2 separate regions of the Sus scrofa genome follow, and region 1 is linked to region 2. Evidence: chromatin contacts called from public Hi-C data. All regions are on one chromosome and are shown on one strand. Each heading gives the region's core, a stretch centred on a gene start, on an enhancer-like site or on the middle of the called end of the contact. The rest is flanking DNA. Distances are from core to core; before and after follow the strand shown. Region 1 overlaps CPQ (carboxypeptidase Q). Region 2 has its middle 100 kb from the start of TSPYL5.

Region 1 (4,430 bases), core at 514-3,013, 550 kb before region 2:
TTATTTCCAGGGATTACAGCAGAAGTTCTGGTGGTGACCTCTTTCGATGAACTGCAGAGAAGGGCCCCAGAAGCAAGAGGGAAGATTGTCGTTTATAATCAACCTTACAGCAACTACTCGAGAACAGTGCAGTACCGCGTCCAGGGGGCTGTGGAGGCTGCCAAGGTGGGGGCTTTGGCATCCCTCATTCGATCAGTGGCTTCCTTCTCCATCTACAGGTTGGTCGTTATGTTTCTTTGAAATGCTTTCAAAACCCCAGGTTTTCTATGAAAGAGAAGCTCCTAGGAAATGAAAACAAACCAGTCAAATGAAAATACTGACGGTTCATGGAATTTTCCCCTATCCCATATTTGGTCATTTGTTTGTCATGTCTTCATTGCCCCTTTCAGGATTCCAAGCATCACTTGCGCATTCCTTTAAAAAGTTTTCCACATCCACGATGATGCCATAACATTCCTTCTATAACCAATATATTTTATGTATTTGCACTGGAGGGAGAACTGAATTCATGTCTGCATTTCATCAAAGATTCCGAATGACCTCAGAGGAAGCCAGGCTTTTTTTTTTTTTTCCATTTTCACTAGAGAAGTGAAATAAAAATAAAGTGGGTAACCTGATGGGGGCCATCTATCGTGTAGTGGAAAGAGTTGGGAAAGCAGAGCACCTTGGATATAGACCTGGTTCTGCTTCTGAAGAACTATTAGGCCTTGAGAGTGTTCTTATTTTTTTAATTGAAGTGTAGTTTCAGGTGTACAGCGTGATGATTCAGTATTTTTGCAGATTATACTCCCCAAGTTATTATGAGATAATGGCGATAATTCCCTCTGCTGAACAATGTATTATTGTTCCTTATTTAGTTTATACATAGTAGTTTGTACCTGTTAATCCCTTACCCCCTTAGGAATGTTCTTAAAACTCTTTGGGCCTCACTCTTCTCCTCTATTAATCAGTGATGATGAACACTCATTTACCAAATGATTTTATCTATAAAGGTCTATGTAAACGTTTGGTGGTATTTTCTGAGGGTCACGTCGTAAGTTTTGTCTTTTTCTTTGTAGTTCTGATTGGGGTCATTGCAAAGCACTTTATCGACTTTCAGTCTTAAGAGGAAATTTGGCATTGCAGTGGGTAAACAGTCTAAAAATTGACCTGAAGACATTGGGCCGAGTTTAGTAGCTACATCACCTATCAAGGATAAACATCGATGAAAGAAGTGCCATTTTAGTGTTATAGCCTGGTCTCTGTAAGATTAGAAAAACATGCATAAATAACTGCAAATAGCATTTATTTGGATCTCAAACCTAGATCTTTAGATTTTTGTGTAAAGGAATGTCTTGTTATTTTGCACATGTGCTCTTCGGAGCTGGAGACACAGTTGCCTGACCTTAATTAATTATCACCCTACACCTTTGAAAAGAAAATAACTGAGGAGACATCAGCGACTAGGAAACCCAGGTAGAAAGCTTTCCAAAAGGGCAGAGAAAAGGAAAGGAAGTTTTTCTTTCACGGGGATAAGTTATCTTCCTGGGGAGGAAGATGGGGCTTGTTAAAGCCACTTGTTAAAAAGTTCTGTGAGAGAAAACCTAGTTACAGTGATGTCATAGGGCTAAAAATAATGCTCTTTGTAGAGTCTTTAAAGGTTTGGTGACTAGTAAAATAGCAATTTGACCATATTCTTTTGGATGGTTAATCATCCCAGGAGGGAAGTCCTGAAATAGCTAGCTTACTTCCCAGAATCCCTCAGTTACCCCTTAGAATAACATACTCAGCAACTTGTGGTCATTCACCATGATTTCACTGGTCATGAGGCCTAAATTATGGAGCCAGTCTGTTGCTTTGTGAAACTAGGTGATTGCCAGAAACATTTATTTAAGAACTACTACTCATAAGACTAATAAATTCCCAGATGACTTAATGCACAGCAATCTGCCAGGGTTCATTGGCATTTTTTTTTTTTTTCCTGGTGTAATGAGGACATCTGGAAACCGAGGCTGTAACCTAGGAGCACCAGAAGAATTTTATCCAGCCTCTAAGATTTGGGGTTGGCAACATATAATGTGTATTCAAACGCCGTTTTTCTTAATATTTCTAGATCCGGACTGGTTCTAATTTTTTCATTGATTTTATAGCCAGACATGTTTCAGTGGACTCTTTTTTTTTGTTTATATATTACTCCCTGAATTTATTACATTTATAGTTGTACAATGATCATCATAACCCAATTTTATAGCATATCTATCCCTAACCCCCAGCACATCCCCCCACCCCCCAACCTGTCTCCTTTGGAAACAAAGTCTGTGAGTCAGTATCTGTTCTGCAAAGAAGTTCATTGTGTTCTTTTTTCTTTTTGTCTTTTTCGGGCCAAACTGGAGGCATATGGAGGTTCCCAGGATAGGGGTTCAATCAGAGCTGTAGCCGCCGGGCTACTCCAGAGCCACAGCAATGCTGAATCTGAGCTGCATCTTCAACCTACACCACAGCTCATGGCAATGCCAGATCCTTAACCCACTGAGCGAGGCCAGGGATCGAACCCACAACCACATGGTTCCTAGTCGGATTCATTTCCGCTGCGCCATGGCAGGAACTCCTCTGCAGACCATTTTAACCTGGCTCTTCCCAGTACTAAATGGAAATTGTTAAGGTCACAAATAGCTGCCTAGCTGTCAAATATAATGGACATTTTTCAGGCCATCATCTTTAACTCTCTGAAGCATTTCTTACTATTGACTACTTTCTTCTTTCTTTCTTTCTTTCTTTCTCTTTCTTTCTTTCTTTCTTTCTTTCTTTCTTTCTTTCTCTTTCTTTCTTTCTTTCTTTCTTCCTTCCTTCCTTCCTTCCTTCCTTCCTAATTGAGCTCATTCTTTCACCTCTCCCCTGCATTTTCTCAGTGAAGAGAATGCCATCTGTTCTGCACTCTGAGTTAGATGATCCTTGATTACTTTTTTCTTGCCCCTTATCCATCATTTTTAATGGTTATTACATCTCCCAGCTTCTGCTCTGTATAAGTCATTTCAGCAAATACACATTGAGCAACTCCATTTCCCAACATCACTCCACGTTCTTCTAGTCAGGGGTCACTAAGACTTTCCTAGTGCACCCCATTTCCTCAAAGTTCCATGACTTTGCAAATGCTTCTTCCTCCGCAACTTTTCGATCCCCTTCTTCACTATTTCACACTATCCTTCAGTTTATCTGAAGTGTTTCTTCTTCTGGGGAGCCTTCCCTGATATCCAACTCTAGCCCAGGTGAGCTATCTCTTTTGGGTAGCTCATGTCAGCTGGTGTATATTCTGCATCAAAGTCTTGGAGGTAGTTTGGGTGCCTGCTTTGGTGGGGGTAGACTAACTGTTGTAACAAACAACTTAGCCACTTAACACAACAGGAATCTCTTTCTTACTCACATAATGATTCTAGGAGGGTGCTCCGCAGGTAGCCGTCTGCTCCTTTCCATCCTGTGGCTCCATCACCTCTAAGAAATCAGAGTCTTCTGCGGGGTCCTCTGCATCCATTTGGCTAATCAGGAGCTGGGGAGAGAAAGTCGATAATCAAGGGAAAGGTTTTCCGTGCCAGGCCTGGCCATGGCATACCTTGCTTCCGCTTACATTCCACTAGCCAGAATGCAGTTTGGTCTATCTTTGTGCTCATGGTGAGAGGAAAGTTAGTTTAGTGAACAACTGGGCAATGCACTCCAACGGCCTGACTCTGCACTGGATTATAAGTTCCAGGAAAACATGGATTAACTCTCTATCTCCATAATCTAGTATAATGTTTGACACATAGTGGTCACTCAGGAAATGACTATTGAAAGAATCAACTTGTCTGAGGTTATGGGATCACTTAAGGTAGGGCTCTTTCCCTAATCAGGTGACCTGATGCCTTGTGCCCTCTGACCAAGAGAGCCTTTATGTAGTACATTCAACACAACAACTTTTTTTCTTTTTGCTTTTTAGGGCCGCACTCACGGCAAATGGAGGTTCCCAGGCTAGGGGTCCAATCGAAGCTACAGCTGCCAGCCACAGCCACAGCCACAGCCACTGAGCCACGTCTGTGACCTATACCGCAGCTCACGGCAGCGCTGGATCCTTAATTCCCTGCTCAAGGCCAGGGATTGAACCTGCAGCCTCATGGTTCCTAGTCAGATTCGTTTCCACTGTACCTTGAGGGAAACTCCATAACTTCAACTTTTATGACACTTTTCTCTGTATCTGGAGGAAAATATCCAGATGCCATTGTGCCAGCTTGTATCTTTTTTCTTCCACAATATTTGTGAACAGTGATGTTTTGAGTCATACTTAGCTGTATGGCAATGGGCAATACTGAATTCTGTTTAAGAAGCACATGGGACTCAGCAACACTGAAAAACAGAAACTGTGTTGCTGCTTGACTTCAAAATTCGAGGGTCTCCTAACGGATAGGAAATGTGTTGTATCA
Region 2 (4,454 bases), core at 991-3,490:
GCTGGCAGAAATCATCTAAAGCAGTGATTCCTCACTCATTATACATTTTAAATATCTGTGCCCAGCCCCAGCCCCAGGGATTCTGAGCCAGTTATCCCAAGGTTGGGCCAAAGGACTGGAATTTTTCAACAATCCCAGAGTGATCCTGATGTGCAGCCAGGGTTGGGAACAAATCATCTAAAAACCTCCCTGTGCTTTGCTGTTGTTGTTGTTTGTTTGGGCTTTTGTGTTGGTTGGTTTGTTAGGGCTGCAGCATATGGAATTCCCAGGCTAGGGGTCACATTGGAGCTGTAGTCACCGGCCTACACCACAGCTCAAGGCAGTGCTGGATCCCCAACCCATTGAGAGGCCAGGGATCAAACTGCACCCTCATGGATACTAGTCAGAATCATTTATGCTGCGCCACAATGGGAACTCCTAATTTTATTTATTAAAGTATAGTTGAGTTACAATGTTCTGTCAATTTCTGCTCTACAGCAAAGTGACCCAGTCATATATATATACACATTCTTTTTCTCATATTATCTTCCATCATGTTCTATCCCAAGAGTTTGGAATAGTTCCTGGTTTGTTTTTGTGTGTGTGTGTGTGTGTGTGTGTGTGTGTCTTTTTGCCATTTCTTGGGCCACTCCCGCAGCATATGGAGCTTCCCAGGCTAGGGGTCGAATCAGAGCTGTAGCCGCCAGCCTACCCCAGAGCCAGAGCAACGCCAGATCCCAGCCGCGTCTGCAACCTACACCACAGCTCACGGCAACGCCGGATCCTTAACCCACTGAGCAAGGGCAGGGACCGAACCAGCAACCTCATGGTTCTTAGTCGGATTCGTTAACCACTGCGCCACGACGGGAACTCCAGAATAGTTCCCTGTTCTATACAGCAGGACCTGATTGCATATCTATTCTAAATGTAAGCGTTTGCATCTACTAACCCCAAACTCCCAGTCCGTTCCACTCCCTCCCCTGTGTTTTGCAGTGAACCCTGATCCAGGCCAACCACTATGGGATATATAACCAAGATGAAGAGATTTCAGACAGACTGAGGAGGGAGCCCTGTTGCCTTCAGTGGTTGTAGCCAATTATCACACATCCACAGCTCTGATGTTGAGCCCTGGGAAAGAGTCGATAGCATAAAAAGAGGAAGAAGTAACAAGGGAGATGATGAGCTTCGGTCATGCTCTTTTTGTATCAGGAATCCAATTAAAGCACCCCTCAAAAGATGTGGGTTTAATAGAACCCTAGGAATGCACCTGAAACAACTGTGGAAAATGAGCTGATTCTGGGGATCGGCTCCTCTGTCAGTTTCCCTCAAGGGCCTAATATTAAGATGGCTCATAATGTTTCCTGAACTGCTCACCTCGCTGCCTTGTTGCTCACTCCCTTCTGCTAGTAACCCAACACTCCAGCCAAGCTGGACCACTCTTCGTTCCCAGCGTCCTGACTTTATCATGGAGTCATTTTCATGTCCCTCAATAGGGTGTGCTCTGGGACCCCTCTTAAGCCCATAGGTTGCACCTTTATTACAACACAAGCTATTGCCTATTTTATACTTTCTTGTATTCCAGCCTTTTCCTCCCAATGGTTTAAAAGCATCTTGGCGTTCCCATCGTGGCTCTGTGGGTTAAAAACCCGACGCAGTGTCCGTGAGGATGCGGGTTCAATCCCTGGCCTTGCTCAGTGGGTTAAGGATCCAGTGTTGCCACAGCTGGGCGTAGGTTGCAGATGTGGGCTGAAGCCTGTGTTGCTGTGGCTGTGGCGTAGGCTGGCAGCTGCAGCTCTGATTGGACCCCTAGACTGGGAACCTCCAATATGGTGCATGTGCGGCCATTAAAAAAAAAACAAAAAACGCATCTAGCAAACAAGCCCTGAGTCTTACTCATCTTTGCATCCCTAAGACCCTAATGATGTGGTGCTTTCCATGTGATTGGCCTTCAGCAAATATTTATTGAATACATGTGAACTTCCAGAAGCACCTCCAGATGGTTCTTTCATTTAGTGTGTGGGTCCTGAGAAAAGGTACTTCGTATCTTATCTCCTGCTTCTGAGCCATGAGAGACTTCGCCACTCTTTCAGACTCTTCGAACAAGGTTCTTCTAAGGCCTGCCCAGGATTAAGAAAAATCGCTCTGGACCTGCCACCTATTATTTATGTAGCAGCACGGCAGTCTGCTATCTTAAATGGCTCTCTTCCAGCTGCCATGAGTCACTTGATATTTCAGGGTAGGAAGGAAAAAATCCCAGAGTCCCTCTTTCAAAACTCTTGGGGCTATTAGAGGAAAAAAGGCTGGGAATGGGTGGGGCTCAGGGGTAGACACACAAAGAAAGTTCTTCGAATGACAATAAAGCTTTTAAATCATTGTGGCAAAGGAAGAAATGCTTTCCAGATGCCAAGAGGTTTTTCAGTTAAATGAAATTCTCCATCTCCAGGGAGGCTTGGGCCCCGGGTTGGAGCTGCAGGGAGGAGGGAGAAAGAGCAGGCAAAGGATTTTACTCCTAAACACATTCTTGGTTTTTTAAGCTTTAAAAAGCCAGCCGAGGAGTTCCCCTCGTGGCACAGCAAGCTAAGGATCCAGCGTTGTCACTGCAGCAGCTTGGGTCACTGCCGTGGTGCAGGTTCAATCCCTAGCCCAGGAGCTTCCCCATGCTGTGGGTGCAGCCAAAAAAACCACCCAGCCAAACACTCTGCCTCCCTGGGAAACAGGAAAAATAACTCTATGCACAGAGTTGGTGACGATTGACTGATTCATATTATTGTCATACTAATATTAGCATGATTGATATTATATTTATATGACACCTCACAGTTTACAAAATTTTTTTTATGCACTGTCTCACTTTGGCCTCACACCAACCCTGAGAGTAATAGAAATTATGATATCCAGAGTCCCCGTCATGGTGCAGCGGAAATAAATCTGACTAGGAACCATGAGGTGGCGGCTTCGATCCCTGGCCTCTCTCGGTAGGTTAAAGATCCGGCGTTGCCATGAGCTGTGGTATAGATCTCAGACGTGGCTCAGATCTGGTGTTGTGGCTGTGGCGTAGGCGGGCAGCTACCGCTCCGATTCGACCCCTAGCCTGGGAACCTCCATATGCCACGGGTGCAGCCCTAAAAAGACAAAAAAAAGACCAAAAAAAAAAAATGCAATTATGATACCCATTTTACAGAGCGTGAAACTGAGGTGCTGGTCCCTGGCAAGGAGGAGGGACCACATGTTCTTTCCAACCACAACACATTCCATTGATGTAGAAGGCCAGGCAGATGGAGGTCCATGCACACATCCCCCTACTCAGGACACGGGTAGAGCCAGCGAGGCTCTGGGGTCAGACCGACCAGCCCTGGATCCCAGCTCTGCCTCTCCAGAACCATGGGCGGGGGGACTTCCTAAATTCACTGGGTAGCAGGCTCCTAATTTGTCAAAGGGGCACACTCATACTCACAGGTTTTCCTCAGGATTAAACGAGTTTGCAAAGTGCTTAACACAGGACCAGACACAAGACAAACCCTTAATGAATGGTAGTTATTAATATTAGTATAGGCTTCACACATGAGCACTAGCCCACCACATATTGCCAAATGCTCTATAATTATGGCTTCCAGTTAAATACATGGCTTAATGGAAAAAACATCTGGGAGTTTTCTCTGGCTGAGAGTAAACACTAATTTCAAATGAAAAATCTCTGCTAAACCATTGTACCTCAAAGGGGACGCTAACATTTTTTCAAGATTCTGTATTCTGTTACCAAAAGTACACACACTCATCAAAGCTGGAGTTTGTTTGTTTTAAAACGCCTTGTGTTTTAAAATTTCTCCCAATAAACCATGTCCACCAGATTAAACCATATTTCATTGCTCACTTCAATAACCTTTACACGTTAATCAACCACCTTGAGTTTGCCCCCCCCCCCGTATTTATTATGCCTGTATTTTATTATTTCCTTGGTCAGCCTTGTGCTTCAAAGGCTTTCCGGAACAGCTCAATCTCAAAAATATGCTTCTGGATGACACTTAAGAGATGGGATTTTAACCCAGTGGTGAAATCATTTTAATGATAAAAACAAAACCATGACATTAAGCAAATCTTTAATTATCCAGCCAGCTTGTAAATCCCCTCTCCCTTCCTTCTCATTCAGTTTGCAAACCCAGGATGTCATCTCATTAAATCAATGGCTCAGATGTGCATACAAATGTCTTACACTAAACACACATCTCTCTTTCCACCTCGGTCCCAAAATCTAAGCCTCTCTTACACAGTGGCAACATCATATTAAATCAGAGGGGGAAAAATAAATAAGAAAATCAGGAAGTTGAAGCAAAGAGAAGCAACTGCAGCTGGTGCTTTAGGTGAATGGTTCTCAGGTGTCGAAAGGAGATTTTGTGATGGGAATGCTCTCTGGGTGGGTGGGTGGGCATGTGCGTGTGCCCATGCAATTCAATAATTACCTAATTCCCTCCATTTCC

The links. A called contact is a pair of places that touch in the nucleus more often than the background predicts.
Region 1: a contact with region 2 is called in a Hi-C map of embryonic fibroblasts, with 2.9 times the contacts expected there. The contact joins two enhancer-like sites. A contact is called at or near these places in 1 of 47 Hi-C or Micro-C datasets (embryonic fibroblasts) and 1 of 2 datasets of contacts at active chromatin or transcription factors (alveolar macrophages).

Annotation. Positions count from the first base shown.
Region 1 is chr4:39,804,689-39,809,118 of Sscrofa11.1, reverse strand. It overlaps CPQ (carboxypeptidase Q), which reads left to right. Exons shown (of 8, transcript NM_001243691.1): 2 at 11-218. Among named protein-coding and RNA genes, the nearest start is that of CPQ, 49 kb to the left of the region's middle. Within about 2 kb of position 1,763, at least 10 of the 83 cell types and tissues checked have an H3K27ac peak or open chromatin away from gene starts, as enhancers often do. A contact at or near this core is called in embryonic fibroblasts, where this site is marked.
Region 2 is chr4:39,259,792-39,264,245 of Sscrofa11.1, reverse strand. No RefSeq gene overlaps it. Among named protein-coding and RNA genes, the nearest start is that of TSPYL5, 100 kb to the left of the region's middle. Within about 2 kb of position 2,240, at least 7 of the 83 cell types and tissues checked have an H3K27ac peak or open chromatin away from gene starts, as enhancers often do. A contact at or near this core is called in embryonic fibroblasts, where this site is marked.